Linked DNA regions of Mus musculus: all the other regions are linked to region 4. The links are chromatin contacts, called in public ChIA-PET, HiChIP or PLAC-seq and promoter capture Hi-C maps. All regions are on one chromosome and are shown on one strand. The core of a region is the stretch at or near the end of the contact, and the rest is flanking DNA. Distances in the headings are between cores, read along the strand shown. Region 1 overlaps Slc39a14 (solute carrier family 39 (zinc transporter), member 14). Region 2 holds the start of Fam160b2 (family with sequence similarity 160, member B2). Region 3 holds the start of Reep4 (receptor accessory protein 4). Region 4 holds the start of Chmp7 (charged multivesicular body protein 7). Region 5 holds the start of 1700092C10Rik (RIKEN cDNA 1700092C10 gene). Region 6 holds the start of Nudt18 (nudix (nucleoside diphosphate linked moiety X)-type motif 18). Region 7 holds the start of Ppp3cc (protein phosphatase 3, catalytic subunit, gamma isoform).

Evidence for each region. Promoter capture Hi-C pulls out the DNA fragments that hold promoters and counts their contacts. ChIA-PET counts read pairs in DNA pulled down with a chosen protein or histone mark. HiChIP or PLAC-seq counts read pairs in DNA pulled down with a chosen protein or histone mark. Capture Hi-C pulls out chosen DNA fragments and counts their contacts.
Region 1: a contact with region 4 is called in an RNA polymerase II ChIA-PET map of memory CD8 T cells, with 6 read pairs. The contact joins the enhancer-like site here to the promoter of Chmp7 in region 4. A contact is called at or near these places in 8 of 39 promoter capture datasets (the C10 cell line, cranial neural crest, frontonasal cranial neural crest and 5 more), 1 of 484 Hi-C or Micro-C datasets (B cells) and 2 of 115 datasets of contacts at active chromatin or transcription factors (large pre-B cells and memory CD8 T cells).
Region 2: an H3K4me3 HiChIP or PLAC-seq map of bone marrow-derived macrophages shows a contact between it and region 4, with 5 times the contacts expected there. The contact joins the promoter of Fam160b2 here to the promoter of Chmp7 in region 4. A contact is called at or near these places in 5 of 39 promoter capture datasets (the HPC-7 cell line, cranial neural crest, liver and 2 more), 1 of 115 datasets of contacts at active chromatin or transcription factors (bone marrow-derived macrophages) and 1 of 9 other capture datasets (adipose tissue).
Region 3: an H3K4me3 HiChIP or PLAC-seq map of bone marrow-derived macrophages shows a contact between it and region 4, with 3 times the contacts expected there. The contact joins the promoter of Reep4 here to the promoter of Chmp7 in region 4. A contact is called at or near these places in 1 of 39 promoter capture datasets (pre-B cells), 1 of 484 Hi-C or Micro-C datasets (B cells), 2 of 115 datasets of contacts at active chromatin or transcription factors (bone marrow-derived macrophages and pancreatic cancer cells) and 1 of 9 other capture datasets (liver).
Region 5: an H3K4me3 HiChIP or PLAC-seq map of embryonic stem cells shows a contact between it and region 4, with 4 times the contacts expected there. The contact joins the promoter of 1700092C10Rik here to the promoter of Chmp7 in region 4. A contact is called at or near these places in 4 of 39 promoter capture datasets (the 3T3-L1 cell line, cranial neural crest and stem cell-derived epiblast-like cells) and 1 of 115 datasets of contacts at active chromatin or transcription factors (embryonic stem cells).
Region 6: a promoter capture Hi-C map of liver shows a contact between it and region 4, with 2.4 times the contacts expected there. The contact joins the promoter of Nudt18 here to the promoter of Chmp7 in region 4. A contact is called at or near these places in 2 of 39 promoter capture datasets (liver and pre-B cells) and 1 of 9 other capture datasets (liver).
Region 7: a contact with region 4 is called in a promoter capture Hi-C map of pre-B cells, with 5 times the contacts expected there. The contact joins the promoter of Ppp3cc here to the promoter of Chmp7 in region 4. A contact is called at or near these places in 7 of 39 promoter capture datasets (the HPC-7 cell line, cranial neural crest, frontonasal cranial neural crest and 4 more), 2 of 484 Hi-C or Micro-C datasets (CD4 T cells and cortical neurons), 2 of 115 datasets of contacts at active chromatin or transcription factors (bone marrow-derived macrophages and memory CD8 T cells) and 1 of 9 other capture datasets (adipose tissue).

The regions. Positions count from the first base shown.
Region 1 is chr14:70,339,969-70,343,112 of GRCm38.p6, reverse strand. All of the region lies in intron 1 of Slc39a14 (solute carrier family 39 (zinc transporter), member 14), which reads left to right. Among named protein-coding and RNA genes, the nearest start is that of Slc39a14, 9.9 kb to the left of the region's middle. Within about 2 kb of position 1,577, at least 69 of the 459 cell types and tissues checked have an H3K27ac peak or open chromatin away from gene starts, as enhancers often do. A contact at or near this core is called in liver and memory CD8 T cells, where this site is marked.
Region 2 is chr14:70,598,496-70,601,768 of GRCm38.p6, reverse strand. It overlaps Fam160b2 (family with sequence similarity 160, member B2), which reads left to right and starts at 1,934. Exons shown (of 17, transcript NM_194345.1): 1 at 1,934-2,027. The coding sequence starts at 1,983.
Region 3 is chr14:70,543,812-70,546,959 of GRCm38.p6, reverse strand. Reep4 (receptor accessory protein 4) reads right to left here and starts at 1,709. Exons shown (of 8, transcript NM_180588.2): 1 at 1,222-1,709; 2 at 411-483; 3 at 1-30. The coding sequence starts at 1,253.
Region 4 is chr14:69,731,155-69,734,202 of GRCm38.p6, reverse strand. Chmp7 (charged multivesicular body protein 7) reads left to right here and starts at 1,633. Exons shown (of 10, transcript NM_134078.4): 1 at 1,633-2,012. The coding sequence starts at 1,714. It overlaps 4930480K23Rik (RIKEN cDNA 4930480K23 gene), which reads right to left and starts at 1,369. Exons shown (of 3, transcript NR_130157.1): 1 at 535-1,369.
Region 5 is chr14:69,170,055-69,173,225 of GRCm38.p6, reverse strand. It overlaps 1700092C10Rik (RIKEN cDNA 1700092C10 gene), which reads left to right and starts at 1,383. Exons shown (of 3, transcript NR_045931.1): 1 at 1,383-1,650. Nkx2-6 (NK2 homeobox 6) reads right to left here and starts at 1,424. Exons shown (of 2, transcript NM_010920.2): 1 at 1,178-1,424. The coding sequence starts at 1,424.
Region 6 is chr14:70,576,324-70,579,334 of GRCm38.p6, reverse strand. Nudt18 (nudix (nucleoside diphosphate linked moiety X)-type motif 18) reads right to left here and starts at 1,511. Exons shown (of 3, transcript NM_153136.5): 1 at 1,225-1,511; 2 at 210-423; 3 at 1. The coding sequence starts at 1,386.
Region 7 is chr14:70,288,209-70,291,491 of GRCm38.p6, reverse strand. Ppp3cc (protein phosphatase 3, catalytic subunit, gamma isoform) reads left to right here and starts at 1,995. Exons shown (of 14, transcript NM_008915.3): 1 at 1,995-2,311. The coding sequence starts at 2,263.

The sequences.
Region 1 (3,144 bases), core at 328-2,827, 610 kb before region 4:
GATGTAAAGCTGACACTTGCTGGAAGGAAGAGAATGAAGAAAGGAAGAAACTCAGGACATGTCAGCTATAGAGATTCACAGGCAGCTGCGGAAAGAGTGTGGGGAGGGTCTTCAGGAAAAGAGAACAAAACCAGCCAGAGTGTCTGGGACAAGTCTGCTTAGAGTTTTGGCTGGTATCCACAGAGGAGATAGAAATGGGAAAAGGGAGGCATACACATACTCAGACATGTATGTATGCATGTATGTATGCGTGTATGTATGCATGCATGCATGTATGTATGTGTGTATGCATGTATGTATATATGTATGTGTGTATATCCTTTTAAATTAGAACTTAGGAGAAAAATGGAAGGCTTAGCAGTGAAGACACTAAGTAACTGCTACATTTATCTTTGAAGTTTTTCTTTTTACATTGATCAACTGCTTGTATGCGCTCACACGCACACCCGTGCAGAGGTCAGAGCATAATTGGCTAGAACCAGTTCTTGCCTTCTCTTGTGGGTTCTGAGGATGCAGCTCAGGTGGTCAGGCTTGAGGCCAGTGCTCTTACCTGCTGAGCCATCTCCCCAGTCCACGTCTCTCTTCTGAGATGGGATCTCTGTTTAAAACCCAGGCTGGATTCAGTCTTACCCATCTTCCTGCCTCAGTGTCCCCTCAGTGCTGGCTTTGTAGGCAGGTGACACTGCCTGGCTTGGCATATGTCCTAAGCAATAGTCTTATTAACTTCATAGCTTCAGTAGTATTGTAACTCATAGAACATACTGTAACCTGATGTTAAAAGGCCAGAGGGGCCGCCTGCGTGAAAGCTAATCAACACCAGCCATAGTCAGAAACCACTATCCTGAGTGTCCTCTGCCCTCACTACTCTAGTAGTCATGTGCGTGATGTTGTCAGTAGGACGGGCTAATGGAGGTTCATCCAGAGTAGGGGGGAGCTCAGAGACCTGCTCAGCTTGGGGCCACCACCACCTGTGACCAGAACTTGCCATTCATACTTTTAGGAAATGGAAGTGTGTGGCAGGCACGTTAGTGCAACACTATAGGTTTGTGATCACCCATTTTGTGATTTCCCATTCCTCTTGGCCAGTCTAGCTTGCTAAGAGCCCTACAAAGCTAAAGTCGAAGTGCCAACCAAAGTTCTTTTCTGGGAGGGTGGCTTGCAAGGTTGGAAAGAAGTCGGCTCCTTGTTGATGTAGGATGGATTTTCCCTTCCTCTGGTTGCTAGCCAGGGACCACATTCAGTTCCTAGAAAACCCTCTCTCCCTATTTCCTAATATCTCTTGTTTTTGTTTCTGGGACAGGGTCTCATGTATCATAGGCAGGCCTTAAACCTTGAACTTCAGATTCTTCTTCCTTCACCACCATTGTTGGAATCACAGGCAGGTGCCACCACACAGATTGTGTTTAGGATGGAAGCCAGGGCTTTGTTTATCTTAGGCAAGCACTCTACCAGTGTAGGCACAAGGCCAGCTCCCTCTCTCCCTTTTAACTTTTGAAGCAGGGTCTCCTGTAACCCGAGCTGGCCTTGCACTCACTGTGAGGCTGTGGATGCCCTTGAACTCTTGATTCTCTTACCTCCACCTGCTACGTGCTGGCCAGGGCCTCCACCAGTCTCAGTTCCTATCTGTCAGCCACCAGCTGCAGCCTCCCTGCAGGTATGACGCAGGAGTGCCATCTCAATTACAGGTGCTGCCCACAAAGAAGGCAAGGGTCACAGGAGTCATCTTAGAACTATAAACCTGACTAAAGTGATCCCGCCTTGATGCCAACACCAAAGTATTTACCTAGAGCTCGCTTTCCTGACAGGTTGCCGGAGGTTGGTGGTTTCCAACCACCACGGTGTTCTCTGTAGTTCCTGGAGTCAGAAGGCTGAGATCAAGTGTGGGTGGGGCTCTGCTCCAACAGCTCTTCCTGTTAAAGAATCCTTCCTGATGTCTTCAGCTTCAGGTCTAGGTAGGGGTTTGGGGGTGGGAGGAGTAGTCACAGTAGGTGGGGAAGGGACCTTTGGTACTTCCTGGCTTGTGGCTACATAACACTAGCCTCTGTTTTGGTCCTTCTACCACCTTCCTTAATTCTGTGTGTGTGTATGTCCCCATCTCCTCCCCTTTTTCTGATAATGACGAGAGCCATTGGATTTAGGGCCCATCCAGATTCCAGGATGCTTTTACTCTTTTTTTTTTTTTTTTTTTTTTTTTTTTCCATTTTTTATTAGGTATTTCGCTCATTTACATCTGCAATGCTATACCAAAAGTCCCCCATAGCCACCCACCCCCTGATGCTTTTACTCTTAACATCCTTGCCTGACTTCATCAGCAGAGGCCCCACTTCTTACTCAGATCACATTCCTGAGGTTTCCCATGGAGGTGATTTGTGGGTACCATTCAGCTTATGCAGGGAGACAACCTTTGTAGAATCTGGCTCATGAACCTATGAACAAGAGGAGGGAGGAGAAAAATACTGCTCTTCAGCCCTGTGACAGAAAGCAGGCCTGGATGCTCTGGTTCAGAGCCCAACCCTAGGCTTCCTGCTACCCACCTGCCCGTTTGATGTTGCAGATCTGAGAGCCGCCCCCCCCCCCCGCCCCCATCTGACATCCCTGATCAGACGTCCCAGGTGCAGGGTGTCCCTGTAGGAAGTGCAGGGTTGGGGCTGAGGGACCACTAGAGTGTTGCAGCTCTGAGCTGTATCTCTAGACCTTCTTTATTTCTCTTGTCTATGTTACTCTGTCTCTAGACAACTAACATTTATTGAGTGGCATAGCAAGTACTATGTTTCTATTCTGTATCTCACCTTTTTGGCTACTCCGAGGGAGGGGCCATTCCAGCCTTTGCTTCTCGCTGTAAGGTAACCAAGTCCCATCGGCTTGTGTCTTGACTTAGATCCTCGAAGTTGATAATGTGGGATCCAGGGTCAGGCTGAGGTCTGTGTGACTGGGAGCACTCTTAGCTCTTATGTTTATTTAGCAATAGTTTATATGTGTATGTACGATGGGGAGTGCATTTGCCATGGCACATGTGTGGAAATCAGAGAACATTTTTCTTTTTCTGGAGGGTGATCTCTCCATTTACCCATGTAAGTGAGTTTCAGGGGTTAGACTCAGATCACCTGGCTTGTGTCCCAGGCACTTTTACCCACTGGGCCATCT
Region 2 (3,273 bases), core at 685-3,184, 870 kb before region 4:
AAATGTTTGTGGTAGGACAAATTTTGACACTAAGTCCTAAAGGATTTGGAGCTCCTGAGAATTTAGATTCCTTCAAAGTGAGGCTCTTGACCCCCTAAAACAAAGCCTTAGGGAGAGTCCTTCATGCGTCCTTCTCATGACACAAAGATGTAAAACCTGGGCAACTTTATTGGTTCCCGAAGCTTTTGTTTTGGTTTTATTTACTAAACACCTCACCATTTAGAGTCAGGAGCTGAGGGCTTAGAATGCAGCACAGAGCGCTTGCTTAGCATGCATGAGCCCTGGGCTCTCTTGTTAGCAGTGGACACACCAGGCATATGCCAGATCCCAACACTAAGGAAAGGAAGATTGGGAGTCCAAGGTCAACCTCAGCTACACAGTAAGTTTGAGTCTATCCTGGTCCATATGAGACCCTGTCTTGAAAAAAGAAAACAAGAGTTGACTTTACAGTCATGAAATCAATGAACAACAAAAATATCTGATAATTAAAAAAAAAACAATGTGTCAACTCTGTTTCCTTTTCCTTTTTCATTTTCAAGACATGGTTTCTGTGTCCTAGAATTTGCTCTGTAGACCAGGCTGGCCTTGAACTAGTAGAGATCTGCCTGCTTCTACTCCCTGAGTGCTGGGATCAAAGGCATGTGACATCAAGTGCAATTTACATGTTTTTTTGTTTTTTTGTTTTTTGTTTTTGTTTTTTCGAGACAGGGTTTCTCTGTATAGCCCTGGCTGTCCTGGAACTCACTTTGTAGACCAGGCTGGCCTTGAACTCAGAAATCCGCCTGCCTCTGCCTCCCGGGTGCTGGGATTAAAGGCGTGTGCCACCATGCCCGGCCCAACTCTTGTTTTTAATGTCTCACTATGTTTCTAAGACTGGCCTGGAATTTATAGTGCAGCCCAGGTATGGTAACACAAGCCTATAATCTCCAGCCTTGGAACAAAAATAATGGTGAGTTTTAGGATATCCTGGATATTTAAGATAGATGTAAGTAATTTAATCATTTATAATTTATGTAAATACCTATATACATTTACATAATTTTTATATAATTTATGTATTATTTATCCATCTATCTATTTACTTATCTGATACTGAGGATTGAACCAAGAGCCTCATGCAGCCCTTGTTTTTTATTGTTTGCTTTGGTTTTTGTTTTAAACAGTTCGTGTCTTCAACCTCTCTCTCTCTCTCTCTCTCTCAGTGGTGTGTGTGTGTATGTGTGTGTGGTGTCAGTGTGTTGTAATTGTGTGAGTGGTATGTGTGTGTGTATGTATGCATGTATCTTTGTGTTCGGAGTGTGTGTGTCAGTGTGTGTGTGTGTGTATGTGTTTGGTACGGGATCTCACTACCTCCTTGAATTGTTGATACTACTGAGTGCTGGGATTGATTGCAGGTGTACCCCAATTGCTTTCTTTCCCTCCAGAGCGGGGGACATGAGACAGATTTTGCTGGGACTCTTCGGATCAATTCCTAATCAAACAGCAAACCTTAGAGGACATCTTTTCCAATAACGACCTTTTTTTTTTTTTTTATAAAAGTACTGAACAACAGGGTGAAATTAATATTAGCCATAACCTATTCCAATATTCCTAATCCATTACATTTAAACATGTCGTCAATTCTTCCCACTATGTCTTTGCCTTCTGGAGTGTCCTTGACACAGCTTGTCAGGGCCAGGTCATTTTAAACACTCCAGAGCCGTGTGTGTCCAGGGCTACTGTGTTGGTAGGATTGTGAGGGTGCACGAGGAATTAGAAGTCTCTGGGTGTTACTCAAAGGAATCTTAGGTCATCAGCTCCCAGGGTGCTCCCCACCGCCCTCCATCAGGACCTGCCCAGCCCTGGGCTTAGAGCGCCCCCGAGCCCTCCGGCAGGGGCGGGGTTTCAGAGCCGGGTCCCGCCTCCCGCCCGTTGGGCCGCCTCCTCCGCCACCGCTGCGCCGCCACCGGGAGCCGGGCCGCGAGCCGGGCCGGGCCGCCATCATGCTGAGCCGGCTCGGGGCACTGCTGCAGGAGGCCGTGGGGGCGGTGAGGCCGGGCCCTGGTCGGACCGGAGGGGCGGGCGCGGGCAGGGGGGCGGGCGGGTGAGGTGCGGGCCCCTTGGGCAGGGCCCCTCCCCTGGCCCCGACGCCGCTTCCGGGCTTCGTCTTCGGGTACAGTCCCGCGTCGCGGCCGCCAGGAGCGCCTAGCTCCGGGGTTCTCTCCAGACCGACCGGCTCCCTCGATCTTGCGCCTCGCTCTTCTGATCCTAAGCCCGACTCTCGTGATCCTGAGCCATGCTCCCTTGATCCTGAGTCCCGATCCCTCGATCCGGCCTCCGCACTGCTTCCTGTTGTGCTTCCTGTGTCCCACTCCCTGACCTGCGACTCGGTCCCCCGAGCCTGCGCTCCGCTCGGCTTCTTTAACGTTCCCTGTGCCTCGAGAGCTTCCGCTAGCTTTGTAACTCTTCTCTCCCCAAAGGTTCCCTTGTCACCAGCCCTTTCTCCCAGATCTGCCCCCACGCCTCCTCCTCCGCCCGGCAGCCTTCCTTTCTCGTTCCTGACGTTCCTCCATTCCTCCTCACCTGGGATTGACAACAGCCTTCCCCTTCCTCTCTTAGCTGCCAGACAACTACTGGGAGCAGGGGTTCCCGCACTGAGTTCCCTCTTAGCATGGGAGTTGCAGCCCTGAGTGACATAAGTCCCAGGAAGAAGGTGATAGAGACCTTTGCAGGGGTGGGTGGTCGCGAGAACCCGGAAGTAGCCCTCTGCAGGCTTATCTCAAGCCACTGAGCCAGCTGACCTTGAGTTAGGGACTTCAGCCTGCCGGAGGGGCTTTGAATGGAAGAGTTGTTTCCATGCAAAGCTAGCTTGCTTGCGCTCTCTCTTTTACCTTCTCTCTCTCCTCTCTCTCCTCTCTCTCTCTCTCTCTCTCTCTCTCTCTCTCAGTTTGTGTTTAGGCCCCTTTTTTCTGGAAGTGCATGTCCCTGGTCACTTCATTCAGCAGCCTTGCAAGAAGCTATTTGAAAAGTTAATTATTTTTTTCTCATTGTATAAGAACACTGTCTAATTGATGGGTTTAGTCTATCAAATTGTGTCCTGAGAAACAATCTTAGGTCTGACGCCCCCCCCCCCCCCCCAGTCAGAACCTTCATTGTTTTTGGTGTTTGGTGTTTGTTTGTTTGAGACAGGTTGTCTCTATGTAGCCCTGTATTCTTTAACTCCCTCTGTAGACCAGGCTGGCCTCGAACTCAGAGATCCACCCGCCTCTGCCTCCCGAGTGCTGGGATGAAATC
Region 3 (3,148 bases), core at 460-2,959, 810 kb before region 4:
AAAGACAATCCAATACATCATCCACCGTACCTGTGGGTCAGAGTGCAGAGCTCAGCTCACGAGCCTAAGCCGCCAGGACCCGCCCCCAGCCTGCCCAACCCAGAGATTCCTCAAAGCCAGTCCCACTGCATTGCTGGCTACAGTTTCCCACATCTGCTTAGACAGGAGCCCCTGAGAAACTGCCTTCCGTTCCAGTGCCCCCCCCCCCAGCATGCTTCGCCCACGAGATCCTCCATGGCTATTGTTAATAATGGCTGGCCTTCCTTCCACTAGACCACTCTACTTGAGATCTGTTCCACCATCGATCGAGCCCCTGGAGTCTGACAGGCCAGGCCCTCCAGCATCACCAAGTCCTACCACCTCCCTGACCATTCCTCAATGTTGTCGTCTACCCCACTCTTTGCACTCACATATTCTCGAATGTTCTTGCTCTTCACGGCCTTGTAGGAAGCATACGCAGGATACAGCATGCCAAATATGAGCCTGGAACAGCAGTCACAGGAAGTGTGAGGGGACCATGCCCCACCCTCTCCCTGCCAGGTGGCTGCTCCCCCTGACCTGGGTGCGAGATGGCAGTGCCTGCCCTGTTTTTCCCGCTTGGCTTGCACAACCCTGGGTGCCTGAGTCAGTGCCCCGGAGGCTGCCTCCCCACCCGGCTGTTTACAAACATACCAAGCCTGCCTAGGCCTGCGCTGGTGGCCCATGGGTACAGGACAGACTGAGAACACACAAGGTGGGTGAGAACACTAGGCTGTCCGCTCCCACTACACGTAATCAGGCCCAGGACCACCAGCATGCAGTGAGGGACATTTGAGCCAGGTATTGGGATATCCAAAAGTGAGGTGCAGGCTGCAGAAGCTGAAGCTAGGGTGGTGGGTCATGTGGCTGCTCAGATGGGAAGGAGGCACCTAGATTCTCCGCCCACAGCAGTACCTAATCACCTTCTCACAGGACTGTAGGTGGTAAAAGCCCTGAGCCCTAGCAGCACCTGTCTGCAGGAAGGGTCTCTGTCAGACCAGAAGGCTGCAGGGTGGAAACAAGGTATGCAGTGACCAGGTCCCACTTCAGACCCCCAGGACCGTTAAGTGTGTGCTGGGAAACGGGGTCATGAAGTCTTTAAATTTTCCCTTCTTTACAAACGTCCCCAGTTTCCACCCAAAGGCAGGTTGGCATCCTGGGACAAAAGGGAGGGGGGAGGTGTCTCACAGTGACCATACTCACACTACCAGGCGACAGATCATCCAGGACACCATCCTGACAGCCTAGGGGGATGACCCCAAGAGACAAGCGGAGGGACGCTCACTCAGGAGCTGGGACAAGGGGGTGAGTGGTGCTGCAGTACACCTCTCCCTCGGTGTAGGCGGAGATCACCACCCCTGACTTCGACCCCGCAGTGCGGGGAGCCAGGAGAACCCGGAACCAGGGGACCGAGGGCCTAGCAGAGGAAGCCGCCTTGTGATCGAGGCGGGAGGGCGCGTCCCTCCGCCTCGCCGAATCCTGGCGGCTCAGTCCCACAATTCCTGCCGCGGAGAACCGTTCGTCCCCCGTCGAGGGCGGCGCTGCTGGTCTCGGGTCCGGGTGGCAGGCCGGACCTCAGCTCTCACCTGCCGCCCGGGTGGCAGAGCGCCCGACCACCTGCACCGGTCTCGGGGCGGAGTTTGTAACTCACTTAAAAGTTGCACGGAACCAGATCCTGCCCAACCCCAGCGCTCAAGCTCCAGGCGCAGGCGCAATGGAGCCCTCAGAGGGGCGGGACGAGGTCAGGGAGACAAAAGGACCGTCTCTTAAAGCGGCGATGCTCGGCGCACTTCGGAGGTGGGGCCGCCGGTCGAATAGTCTTCTGAAAGGTTGGCAGGTGGACAGATAGGGAGGAAAAAAACAAAACAAAAAACAAAACAAAACAAAACAAAACAAAAAAACCCCGAACTGCTAGCTAGGTGTGGGTGGCGCACAGGAGTCTCTGAGGTGGAGACAGGAGAATTATCAGTGAGGCTGGATTACAGGTGTATCATCAATACACTGTTGCAAACAAACAAAAGGAAAGGAGAGGAAATAAAAGACAACTCGAGAGTGTTCCTCGGATGCCTTTTTATCATTTCTCCATCTCTGTAAAATGGGATAGAGAATGAAATGAGTGGTTGGCCCACAGGAAGCACGTTCTGATCTGATCTTACCTTCGCAGAAGTCCAGCTGACTGACCATGCTAGAAAGGAGGGAAGAGTGGGATTGGAGAATCACCCTTCTGACAGCTTCAGGACTCCACTTGTTTCTAAAGCATCTTTCCACGATCCATATACCTGGGCATTCTGACCCCAGTGTCTTAGAGACTGAGTGATGATCCGGGTTCACCCCGGATCTTCTTTCCTAGAATTTTGAAAACCCACCTGTTTCTGAGACAGGAATAGAGATATCCCAGAAAATTCTAAAATCAACACTTGCTGTTTTGTGCTTCTTGTTGTTGTTGTGCGAAATGATGGAATTGTTGAAGCGTCTTCTTATTAGATTGGCCACACTGGCTATCTATAACATTTGACAAACTTAGATATATCATTACTGTCATCGTCATCATCGTTAGTACCTTAGTTTCTTCATCATCATCATCATCGTAGGGTTTTTGTTTTTGGTTTTTTTTGAGACATTGTTTCTCTTTGTACCCCTGGCTGTCCTGGAACTCTATCTGTAGATCAGGCTGGCCTTGAATTCAGAGATCTACCTGCCTATGCCTTTCAAGTGCGCGCACATACACACACACCCCAAAAACCAAACAGAACCATGGAGTCTGATTTGTGATGGCCAACTACTCCTGAGCATGGGACCTACCCTGGAGTATAGTTAATATACCCAGTGCAGCTCCATTGGAGAAGACTAACTTTCCCTTTTCCAGCAGATATCAGTTTCGAATAGCTTCATGGCTAGGGATGAGAGAGACTTTGTGCCCACTTCCCCTCCTCTGTGCTGGTCTTTGTGTCTGGCTTGAGCTTATGCAGGGCGAGTGTACGCTGCCACAGTCTCTGAATTCATGTGTGCATCTGCCCATTTGGTCTGGAAAAGATTGTTTCTGTGGAGGCATCCACCACCCCTGCTTTTTACAGTCTGTCTGTCCCTACTTTTGCAGAGATCCCGGAGCCTCGAAGGGAGGGCTGGGAGA
Region 4 (3,048 bases), core at 384-2,883:
GAGATATTTTGAACACACTTTGAGGAATATAGCACATAGATAGCAATTAGTACACACATCATATAACTAAACACTCCATTTCCTCCTTCAAAATGCTTATTAAAATTCAATGAAACTCAATGCTCATGAAAATTCACCTTAACACTGTTTCAACTACTCTGAAGCCCGAAACTCATCACATTTCCCTCAAACTGGAAATACCAGTTTATAAAGGCGACTATTTAACAGAAATTACTTTTTCCTAAGTCGAAACAAACTTTCGCTTTAATTTTTAACGTTTACACCAACAGTTCCTTTCACCTTTTAGATTGTTTGTTTGCTTGCTTGATAAGTCTTTTAAAAATCAGCATATTTCCAGGCTGGATCTGTAGTTACCGTCGTCTGCAGGGCAGAGCTCAACTAAAACTACAATTCTACAATTCCAGGGGATCCAACACCCTCTTCTGGTCTCTGTGGGCATTGGACGTACGCGGTGCAGTTGCACACAAGTAAGCAAAACATAAATACACGGTATTTATGGGAACTATTACTAACCTGCATCGTCCTGCTTCTGTAACCTGAAGGTTTTCTGCTCCTCGATCAAGCAGAGAAGCCATGGTGCTATACCTCATTTTTGTTAAAAGTTCATATCCTGTCATGCTTGCCAACAGCGACCACGTTAATGGAAGTATGGAACCAGTAGTTTTCCCCTTTATAAACCTGTCTTTAACGGTCGGGGCAGTCTCTCTAGACTTGTAGTGAGTGCGTGCCCTCGGCCGGGTCTGTGCAAATTTCAAATTAAAAAACAGCTCGTCCTAGTCTCTTTTTGAACGGTCCGGCTATAACTACCACCACCACAATTTATTCTCAACACTGAACAAATTTTGTAAGACTCTTCAAGACGGAAAAGTAACTAGAGGGTAAGGTTTAAGTACCTCTCAGTCCATAAAGTATTTTCTGCAGTAGCGCTGTCATTGCAAGACACTTGCATCGCTGTCTGCCCTCTCCTTCGAGGAAGCAGAAAGGTCAGAGACAAATGCTAAACTGGCAGCCAAGGCAGCCGGAGCTTCAGATGAGAGTTGGAACGATTTTTTTTTTTAAAGGACCTGGCAGAATATGAATTTTCAGGAGAAAAAGGACATCCCAGAGCTAAAGAGCGGGAAGAAAGTGATTAAGAAGACTATCTCTAGCCCTAAAAATGGGTCCAGTGTCACGGAGCTTTGGGACCATTTTTGTTAATCGGCTGATATTCTAGTGAAAGAAAGGTATCTTGGGCGTTTGTTTAACTTAAAAGTCTCTGGGCTAAGGAGAGCTACACCAGATCCAAGGTTGTGTATCCACCTGCAGCTCCCATAGCCTCAGCCTGGCTAACCTTAAGCCCGAACCACCCGGGAGGTGCAATAGGTAGCCCCTCTAGTACGCCTCGCCAAACTCTATGGTTGTGGCGCACGCGCAAAAGCCTTCCCGTCGCACAAAGGCCACGGAGAGAAGGTCCGGCGCCTGCGTTCTGCCTCTCTCGGGCGAGAACGCCCTCCTCCCTCCCTCCCGGCCAAATGAATGCCGCGCCACGCCTGCGCCCTGAAGACTTGCGGGACTTTTATCGCACAGGCGGCGGTGGTGACGTGATGGCTGAGGAGGAGGGCGTGAAGGAACGACGGAAGCCGAGAGGGACCTGGGGCGGAAGGGGACCCGGGCCAGGCTTGTGTTCGGTTCCTTGGCGGGGCTGGGGTTCCGATGTGGTCCCCGGAGCGGGAGGCCCAGGCCCCGACCGGGGGAGACCCGGCGGGCCTCCTGCCGCCCGAGTGGGAGGAGGATGAGGAGCGCATGTCTTTTCTGTTCTCCGCCTTTAAGAGGAGTCGCGAGGTGAACAGCACCGACTGGGACAGCAAGATGGGCTTCTGGGCTCCGTTGGTGCTGAGCCACAGCCGCCGCCAAGGGGTGGTGCGCCTGCGACTGCGGGACTTGCAGGAGGCCTTCCAGCGCAAGGGCAGTGTCCCGCTGGGGCTGGCTACGGTGCTGCAGGACCTGCTGCGGTGAGGACCGAGGCCGAGAGGGCCAGGCGGGGGGCGGCTCCCCAGGGCTGACATCAGACCTGCCCCTTGACAGCCCAGACTCCGCGTCCAGGGTTTGTTCAGTGGGTGGAGGAGGAGGAGGGGGACGAGGAGGCTGCTCCACGGATGGATGTCTGGACTCAGAGAGAAAGAGGGGCTGGGATGGTTGGAGTGACTGGGGATAGGCAGAATGGTCCAGAAGAGACCCATCTTTGCAGAGGTGTCAGCGGGACACTTGAACTGGGATCCTGTTATGCAGTTATTTCCACAGGACCTCCAGACTTGAATTACTTTTACAGCAGATCTCTGCGGTGGGTACTTTGAACTAAGAGAGAACAGAGCTAAGGAGAGAGTACTCATGGGATTCTAGACATCTTGACAAGAGAACTCTGGTACAGGTCGTACAAGTAGCCTTTCCTGGTATGTCCGGGACGGAGATTATTTAGACCAGAGAGGAGAGTTTAACTGTGTAGCTGGGGGCCTCTGAAAGAGCTTTATGTGATAAATGTGTGTGATAGATACAGTGTTCAGGTTGTGCTTGAAGAGGTGGCATATCTGATAGATGACTGGTACTTCATGGTTTCAGATACTGTCAAACTCCACTCTCTGGCTTTTTTAATAGTCCAGGGCAAGATAATGCAGTTATCTTTATTAAAAATAAACAGTCTCAGAGAGATTAACCTATTCCAGGTTACACAGCTAGAGTAACCCCAGGGCTGGATCCTTCCTTTGAATTCGAAATCATTTGTATTTCACACTGTACATGTTATGCCCAGCCCAGCTCAGCCCAGCACCGTGTCTCTTTCTATGAACAAAGAGAAAGCCAAGGGTCTGCGTTTGTTTTAGGATAATGCTTTCTCATTAAATGGTCGCCCTTCTTGACTTCTGTTCCCAGTACCTTTCATTGCCCGACCTTGACCTAAGAAACCGTCCTGAAATTCTCCTCTGAGAAACTGTCCTTTGAAAAATGTTTTACCAGATGCCCAAGGTGGAAAACAGTTAAGTCAGCAAGGGACAA
Region 5 (3,171 bases), core at 134-2,633, 560 kb after region 4:
GCACCCTATGCCCTCTTAGAACAATTAGAGAGCCCTGAGCCCTGCTTTGAGGAAAGGGCAGATTCAGATGGGAAGGCAGGTCCCTTGTCTTTTTGGTGAAGTTTATCAGATGACCCATTTCCCTGACCAAAAGCCCTCAGCCAGGCTGGGGTGGGACCTGGGTGGCTGTCACAGTGGTAGAGGACAGGTCGCCATGAGTTTCCAGTTAAAGGACCTCTGGGTGGGCTGGGGCTGGAGCAGTTGGGAGAGAAACAACCTTTTCTAGCAAAGCTAAAAGCAACTCTAAGTTAACAGACCCATGCCCAGGGAACTGAATATTTAGTGTCCACTACAAAAAAACCATACATTTCTTTTTGAACGGAAGAAAATTTAATGTTCTCTTTTGGGGGGCCAGTGATAAACAGCCTCACGTCAGAGGATAACCCCGAAGATTACCTATTACTAGGCTAGACTGTGGCCTTGATTATCTGTGGTCTGGCTTGGTAGGGTAGGCTGGTTGTGCCAAACTATTTCCTTCCCCACCTCAGTCTGGTGGGAATACTCAGAAGGGCCCGGAGGCTGGGTGAGAAGACAGTCCATTTCTTTCTTTCCAGTAGCAGGCCTTCCCTGCCTATAAACACCACCTGGATTATTATAGAAGTAGCCAGATTACAAATTCCTTGTTTGCCCCTTCTCTTTCCACAAGCTAAGGATGGGTCCCTGGACTGCTTGCCCATGCATTTTTGGACCAAGATCCACGATTCTGAGGGGGTCATCTCCAACTAAGGTTCCCTATTCTTAAGCACCCCCAGGTTCACTCGGAAAGCAACACACACACACACACACACACACACACACACACACACACACACACACGCGCGCGCGCGCGCGCATGTCCAGATAAATCAACATGCTCCAGGATGGTTCATCCAGGAAGGTTCAGGTTAGTCAGGTAAGGGCAGTGGTGATGAGGTAGGGGGAGGGGAGCTCTCATAACCTGGCTCCATCCCCTCTTTGTGGTTATTAGAGGGGCGACTGTGGGAAGAAACATCCCAAAATTCAAGGACTAGAAACAGAGAGGTTGCCCTTTGAACTCCTAAAATGAGGGGCGGTAGGATGGGACCCCAAAATATGCACTTTCTCCCTCATTGACGACCCACTCCCTCAATAACACCTGTAGGAAAGAGCGCTTACTTACGTGGCTCCCCCACAGGATTCGAGCCCATCTCCAGGACTGTCTCCCAGGTGCACCGAAAAGGGACTGCTTGTGCCCTGTCGCTGCTCTCAAACCATCCGGATTCCTGGTTCATTCTTAGGTACCGAGGCTTTACTGGGTTCCTATGCAACTCCCATTGTGACAGGGTCTTGGAATCCTTCTGTTGGCACTCCAGCCTGAGAATGTCAGCTACCGAGAAAGGGGTGGAGGCCACAGGACTCGACAGCATCTCGTAGCCGAGGGGCGGAGCTGGCAAGTTCTGGACCACAGCCAGGTGTCGCACCCCCAACTTCCTCTTCTGTAGTGGCAGTCCTAATCGATTCTGGGATGCACACTAGGTCCTGGACCGCGCCTTCCCTTGACTGGGGCACCAGGACCGGGTGATAAGATCGCTGTCCTCCATTGGTTCCCACAGAAACCACGTGCTAACCCTGAGCCTTCTTACCCAAAAACTGGTAATTTGGGCCGTTCTGTTGGTCCTCAGTCCCTCCACATCCTTTTGGGAGGTTTGGTTCCTACTGAGATTTCTCAACAGTGTACAACAGAGAGCTCCCGAGGGGTCCGGTCTGAGGGGAGCCTGCTAGAACCTGCTACCTGGATTACCTGGATGGCACTTGTGGGGCTATTTTAGGGCAAGCAACCCATCTGTTTTTCCCAGTTAACCCCTTCGAGGAAAAGGAAAATCTGAGGATAGAAAGCTGGGGAGTCCCCAAGATATGACAAGCCCGTGGTTCTCAACTGGTGTAAAGCTGGGTTTCTTCTCGGGATACTAATGACCAATACAGCCTGAGGAGCAATTCTTTTTGAGTCCAGCAGCGCCAGGGTCTTGTCACTTGACAGGGAAGGCAAATTGAGTTGGGGGAGCTCTGGTCATCTTTAAGTATTTCTGGATTGGTTGGGAAACAAGGTAAGCTCTTGCCCCAGAAGAGTAGAGATAAGTTCATTTCATCTCTTCCCCGGGATTCTTCCCCTTTCTCTTGCCTTAAAGCCTGTACAAGCGTGTGTAAGTGGGGAATTTTACCCAGTCTTAAATCTTCAGAACTGGGACACAGCTTGGGCATAGTATAAGGTGTCTCCATGGTGTGCGAATGGTTAGGAACACGGAGAGTGTGAGCAGATATGATCGTGCAGAGACAAAGGACGAACATCTCGTTTTCAGGAGGGTAGAAGTGTCCACTGGAGGGATAATAAGTAAAACAACGTGTAAACAAGAATTCTCCGCTGCTGGAGCTCATGCGAAGGAGATCAACAAACCGGGTTTTGGTGTTACATTCCCAAAACAGGATGGGAAGATTTTTTTTTTTTAAGATCGCTTAAAAGAGAAAAAACTCACTATGAGATTTAAGGGATTTTCAGATAAAATGTTTTTTAAATCTTCTCACGAAAATTTACAGTTACACAAGAGACCTAGATGTTATTTCCTGAACTCTCCATGAAAGGAACTCACCCACCCCTTTCCAGTCAGAAAACACAAAAACTTAAGAAATTTATTTCTTGGAAAGGGGCTGCAAACATGGAAGTGGAGATCAGTGGACCACTTGAGGGTGTTAGTGCATCCTAGGAATCCCGTTCAAGCATCTTTAGTCTCTGAACCCTCTCCCAGGTCTAGATAGCACACAATTTTGAAAACTTCCACTCAGAAATAACTTTCTTGTTTAGTTTTACATGTGCTTAAATTTACATATATATTCATTAGTTTTTCGGAGTATGATTCAAAGTAAGAATTAAAATGTCCTACATTACAGATGGACCTTAACAGGATGAGTTCATAAATTTAGCTAATATTGATTTTTTTCATTATCATTAATAAGGCTTTATCTTTGCAGAAGCTTTATGCCTTCACCCCCTTCCATATATCCTTGGTATACATATGGAGAGGAAATATTGATGAAGTATTTTAACGCTCATTAAGACTTCTAGACTTTGGAAAACTGTGCTATTGGACCCTCCCCTCCTCTCAGAGGTGCGGGAGAAGG
Region 6 (3,011 bases), core at 262-2,761, 850 kb before region 4:
CCTAGGAGAGATTTGGGGGGTGGGGTGGGAAGAGGGCCAGTATGAGAAGGGTTGAGCCTGAGAGAGTAAATGGCCACCCCAACACTCCAGAGAGAGAGAGACCCCCAAAAGCTCTTAGCCCGTAGTAGGTCAATGGCCATAAGCAGAAGCCCACAGTATGGCTGGCTATGGATGAGGGACCGTGAGAAATGTCACTAGGTGGGGGATACCTGTTGGTCGAGCGAGGAACACAAAGCGGATCCAGGAGGCGCCCCTCTCCTCCACGGACAGCAGTGTCACTGGCTCACAGAGCAGCCCTGCCTCCTCCTTCACCTCCCGCTGCATGGCCTCCACGATGGTTTCTCCTGGTTCCATTCTTCCTGCAGGGAGGTACCATGTCCCCCGGCATTCCCTCTTGGCCTCCTGTATCATCAACACCTCATCCTGGGAGGGAGGGAAGTGAGACAATCTTCACTCCTACCCAGCCAGTCTGGGGGCTTCAGAAGAGTAGCCCCTACCTGGATGGCAGCCCAAAGCTCCCTTCTTGGTAGACAGACACCTTTAGGATGCTGGATCCTCAGGAGTCAGGCCCTGATATGGCTGAAAGCAGTGGCTGTCTCCGCTTTGCTGTAACTCAAACCCAGAGGGACTTCTGTTGTAGAAAGGGGCTGAGGACCTTGGGCGTTGCTCTAGGAGGCTTCCTCCTGAAGGTTGCCACCACTCCTATACTGACTCATTTATGCCACTGTCTTGCTCTTGTTCCCATGGGACTTACAAACCGCCTGTGTCAAGTCCTCAATCTAGGGTCTGAGGCTTTGAAACTTAGCTCCACCCCTATACCAACCTACCCCTTCTTGGCCAGGATTTTATAACGCTGACTTGTGCAGAAGTGATCACTAAAAAGAACTCTCACAGGATCGGAGGCCTGCATGTAAGCTCCCCATTACTCTCCCGAGGCGCCGGGAGAGTCTAGACTCCTGGAAAGGAAGGGGGCATATTACAGGCCTCTCCTGGTGGGGGGCGAGGTCTAGTGGATGAGATAAACCGCCCCGGGACCTCGGCTTCTCCTTCCATATTATAGAGTCTACAGAAGGACGATCTCAGCTCAGCTGCTAGTGTTGAGAGTGCTTTGCAACATTGGGAAGCGCCACATACAGGCAGCGGCCGTTGGCTCGCCTGTTCAGATCAGGGCAGGCGGCACGCTCCCGAGACCAGCCGAAGGCCAGCGGCCGGTCGGACGCTCACCTGCTCGTTGAGGAACACGGCCAGCACCACGTAGCAGACATTCTTCCGCAGCCGCACGGGAAACAGCGGCTTCCCAGCCGGCTCCGAGTCACAGCTCTGCACCAGCAACCCCTTTCCCCCCAGCACGGTGGCAAGCGCCCCTGCCAGGCCCTCCGTGGCCATCAAGTCTCCGGGGAGGTGGCAAGCCGGGACCTGCCAGACCCCCGGAGGCAAGCGGCCGGGACCTGAGCTGCGGTGGGCCGCGGCGCCCTCGCCCCCTCCCCTGACTTGAGGGCCAAGACTAACACGGAACCTCCGGGAGAGACCTGGTCGCTGATAGGCTGCGCGTCACTGCGGCCTGCCCGGATTGGCCAGCTCGCAGCGGTTATCGGGAGGGCGGGGCGCCGGGATCCTCCCTCTGCCCCCTCCTCTCCTGGGTTTCAGCCTCACTTCACACTCTCCCTAGCGATTAGCTAATTCACCCAGCACGCACTTGTCCGCGCGGGTTCCGACGGTGATGTCATCCTGCCTGTAGGGTGATGAACACCACTGTGACCAGGGTCGATGGCGTCACTCGTCCGATGACATTACGGAAGCCCAGACTCCGCCGTTCGCTCCCACTGTCCAGCTTTTATCATAAACGAACCACAGAAGTGCTCACGACGAATAGGCCCCAAATAACTTTCTGACTTCGTTAAAATGCTCTGAATGTGGTATGGCTCAGGCACATAACGTTGCGTTAGAAATTCTGATCTGTCTAGGTCGATGGACACAGGGCATTTTAAGAGTCCGAGGCTAAAGGATTGGTTTGGGGGTGGGGTGGGGGATGGGGAACGTGATTGACAAGCCTCAGAGGAGGGATGGGACAGGTGGTCAAGGTGGGACAAGGCTGGGGATGAGAAGAAGCTAAGGGGGGGGGGGATGAATGAAAGGGAGATTGAAGTCAGCACTGTAGCCTGCATCCGATCCTGTGCCCAATGCTTTTCCCAGGCTTCTGAAACAGACTCCATCTTTAGAGGGCAGGGGTGGTGCCCTCCTACCCAGCGTCCAGGGCCTGGTCATGAGGAACAGGGTGTGGGTTGTTTTGGCCAGCTCCTGCTTCTCTCCCAGCCTGACCTTTCTTCCTCTGAGCTTCTTTAACCTCCACTCAGGACAGGAAGGCAGGGCCAGCTGAGAGGAATCCACAAAGCAGGCCAAGTCTGGGCTCCTCACCCCATCCCAGACTTCCCTTTCCTCCCCCACTGCTGGCTCTGTGTACCTCCTTTGGGGGACAGTGGCTTGATGGTACTGACAAAGCTCTGGAGTTTAAAAGCCAGACATCCAGCCTCTGCTGACTGACGTGCTCTGTGCCCTGGGTGGCCTCAATGTCCTCATCTGTACAGTAGGTCTGTAACAGCCCTCCTTTTCCATACTTGTTGAGAAGCCAAGAGAGCTTGGGAGAAGCCATGCACTATCTGAACACCGTCACCAGGCAGCCCACCTGTTCTCCAGGTAGGGTCTCAAAGCCATAGTCCATAGAGCACACCTGCACATACAAGAACACACACACCGTGAAACTGGGGAGTATAGCTCAGCGGTAGAGTATTTACCTAGCATACACAAGGCCCTGAGTTCAATTCCCAGCACCACAAAACCACATCTGTGCTCTGTAGACTTGACTGGCAGGCGATCTCAGCCCTCCGGGACTGGTCTCAGCCTTTCTTCTCCCCGATGCTGATGCAAACTCCCTGAAGAGGAAATCTACGTGAGGTTGGATGGGCACTGTTAGTGGCCCACAGTATTTTCAGGCACTTGGACACTTCTGACTT
Region 7 (3,283 bases), core at 746-3,245, 560 kb before region 4:
TTTAGAGTTTCCCAAAGCTTTTTGGTTTTAGCAATCCTGTCGGTGTTAGCATCTGATTCCATGTCTGTTCAATGGAGGTATAGCACTCTGATTGCTTCTTAAATAGAGAACTTTCTTAAAATATCACAACTGTTCTCATTGTGGAAGCCTGAAATCACACTCTGTGAAAACAAAACCAAATTCTATTTAGTCTCCGAAGGGCTCCTGCCTCAAGTGTGCCTTACCGTGAAAGATTAGGTCAAGACAACAGGAGACAAGGGAGGGTCTGATTCTAGTCCATATGCTAGACCTCCTTTCTGTACACAAATCTATATTAGGGGAGACTTAGTCTTGACCCTATAGTCTCTTAATTATCCCACAGTACTTCCTGCACTGCCTGGCAAGGTGGTAAATACCAATAATCCCATCATTTGGGAGGTGTCGGCAGGAGGATCAGTAGCTCACCGTCACTCTTGGCTATGAGTTCCAGGTTAGCTTGAATGGCATAAGACCTGTTTCTAAAGACAAAACAAACAAAATCCCCAAGCCAAGCCAAGCCAACCCTTTCTACAATGATGAAAATGTCTTATCACAGCCAATAATGCAGCCAGCACTTGAAGTTTGGCTAAGACACAAGAGGAAACTGAACTACTAAAATTTAATTTACAATGCCACATATGGTTACTTATTGGCCATTGTAGTAACTATGAAGACTGGTTGGCCTATAAATTGTACGTTTCCTTGGATTTAAGTTTCAATATTTCATTATCATTGCTAAAATAAAAAAAAAAAGCAAAGTACTTTTTGCCTGGCCAAGTCCTGTCCTCAGTGAGAAAGAGGCTTCTAATTAAGGAGCAATAATGACCAATTTTTAACCTAAAAATAAGCCAGATTGTGAAACTTGACTATGGGATTGCAAGTCCCCATCACTGCAAAAATAAAACAAAATAAAAAACATATGAGGAGGGGATGAGGAAAATGGCTCAGTGAAACACAAGCATGGGGTTCTGTTTGAGTCCCTGCATTCAAATAGAACCTGGGTACAACCTCAGCGTTTGTAACTTCAGTGCTATGGGGGAAAGGGGACAGGCAGAGGGACAGGTGAGAGAATTTGCTGGCCTTCCAGTCTAGCAGGCATGTCAGCTTCAAGTTTAATGGGACCCTGTCTATTAAATTTAAGGTAGGAGCACTAGAGGATGGCCTCGACCTCTGGCCTCCATATGTGCTCGTATGGGCCAGCTCACCAGCACACACAAATACAAACACTTCATGCATGCACACACACCTACTCCACACCACACATACATGACACGCGCACACACACTCACACACGGTAGGGAGGCAGGTGCGGTGTCACTGTGTGTCACTATTCCACAGTGGAATAGATGCGTCCAAGTAGGCAGGTGACAATATAAGGGGAAATCGGTTAGAAGTCAATTCCCTTTCTCAAGGAAGCCTGGGCTAGCGTCCCAGAAGACAGTGAGTGACTGCTGTCTCATGTATATAGAAAGGGAGACACCGCTTCTCAGAAACGGGGTTCTCCCAGGAGCTGAACTGGAGTAGGATGGCCACGGAGGTACTTAGGCTGCTAGATACAAGCTGTATGCAACAAACATGAAGTTGACAGGGGTTTCAAAGTTTGGGGGTTGGTGAATGGGAGAGGGTAACCTGAGAAACAGGGTAGAATGGTTAATTTCTTATGGAGACAAAGTGGGTGGAGGACCCCAGTGATAACGGAGAGAGCGTTCATGAGATAGGGGCTCTCTCTGATGAGAGGGACACAGACTCAGTGGCAGCCACCAAGAATCAGGACACCTGCCTGGTCCCAAGGTCGCAGCTGCTTCCGAGGTCCCAGCGGCTGGTTTGAGAAGCTACAGGTCAGGGTTGGGCGTCCAGAGCATCTGCCCCACGCGAGGCGGACGGCGGTCAGCAGTGAATCCGGAGCTGAGACCCGAGATCCGCGCGTGCGCAGAGCGCGGCTGCGGCCCTCGAGGCCGCCGGGAAGTTGTGAGCGCGGAGGCGCGCACGCGGGGCCCCAGCCGCGCGCAGCCGCGGTCTCCCTAGTTGTGTCCCTCAGCCGCGGTCGCCGTAGCTCTCGACGCGGTCGTCCCCGCCGAGCCGCGGGCGCCGCCGCAGGGAGGGAGCGGCGCTGCGGCCGCCGCCGTCCGAGGACGCCCCGTATTCCGGGGCCCGGCACGGTGGCTGCCCGCTCGCCGAGCGCAGCCCGCCTAGGAGGAAGGCGGCGGCTTGCGTCCAGCGGGCCGCCGGAGCCGGGAGGAGACCATGTCCGTGAGGCGCCCTCAGTTCTCCACGACCGAGCGCGTCATCAAAGGTGCCGAGCGCGCCGCGGGGAACGGCCCTCGCCGGGCGACGGCTCGGGGACTCGAGGAGCGGGGATGGAGGCAGCGGCGGGAGGCGCTGCAGGGCGCGGGGAGGACCGGGCTGCTGTCCGCCGGCGTCCCCGGTGACTGCTGGACGGGTACCTAGCGGGAGGTGGATAGAGCGACCGCGCCCGCCATCCACTCCCGAAGCATCCAGGCGGTTTCTCCTGATTCCCCACTTTTTGGTCTTTCATCTGGGGACACCGTCTGGGTTGTGTGAGCAGGGAGTTCTCTTGACTCACCCAAGTCATGCCTTTCCTTAGGCTCAGCTCTTTTTTGACAGCTCCTTACCAAACCCTTTAAAAAATTATTTTTGAGGGGTGTGGTGGGTATACTGTGCACGTTTGGCTCACTTTCTCTACATATCCCAAGTCATTGCTTTTATTAAAAGAAACAAGATGATAGTGACACAGTCTTCTTAAAAGGGCTTACAAGTTTTGGCTATAAGGACTTGGTGAATAATAATCTCCCAGATGTCTCTCATTATATCTGATATTCAGTTATTCTAAGGAAACACGAAAGTGTTTCTAAATCTTCTGAGTTTATGATATAGTTTCTGCCCTTTACCCAAAAGGACCTGTCTAACATAACCACTGATTCACATGCTTCTATTGTCCGACTTCTAAGACCCCTCCATAATAATAGTTGGTTTGAAAGCACTGTTTTCTAAGAAGGTGCTATGCTTAGACCAGTTATTTCTGAGTGAGGTGGTTTTCACCATAGTGGGAAAAAACTAAAAATTATTTCCCCGTTTCATTTTGATATTAGGAGACAGGAAACTAAGATTAGTAATGATAATTTTTTTTTTAAATAAGGGGGAGCCTATTGAGTGCTCAGAGAGAGAAGGATAGTATTGGTGTCATAAATGTTAGTTATCTGCCTTGGCAGACAGTACTTTTGAGACTTATTTCCTCAGAATTTGG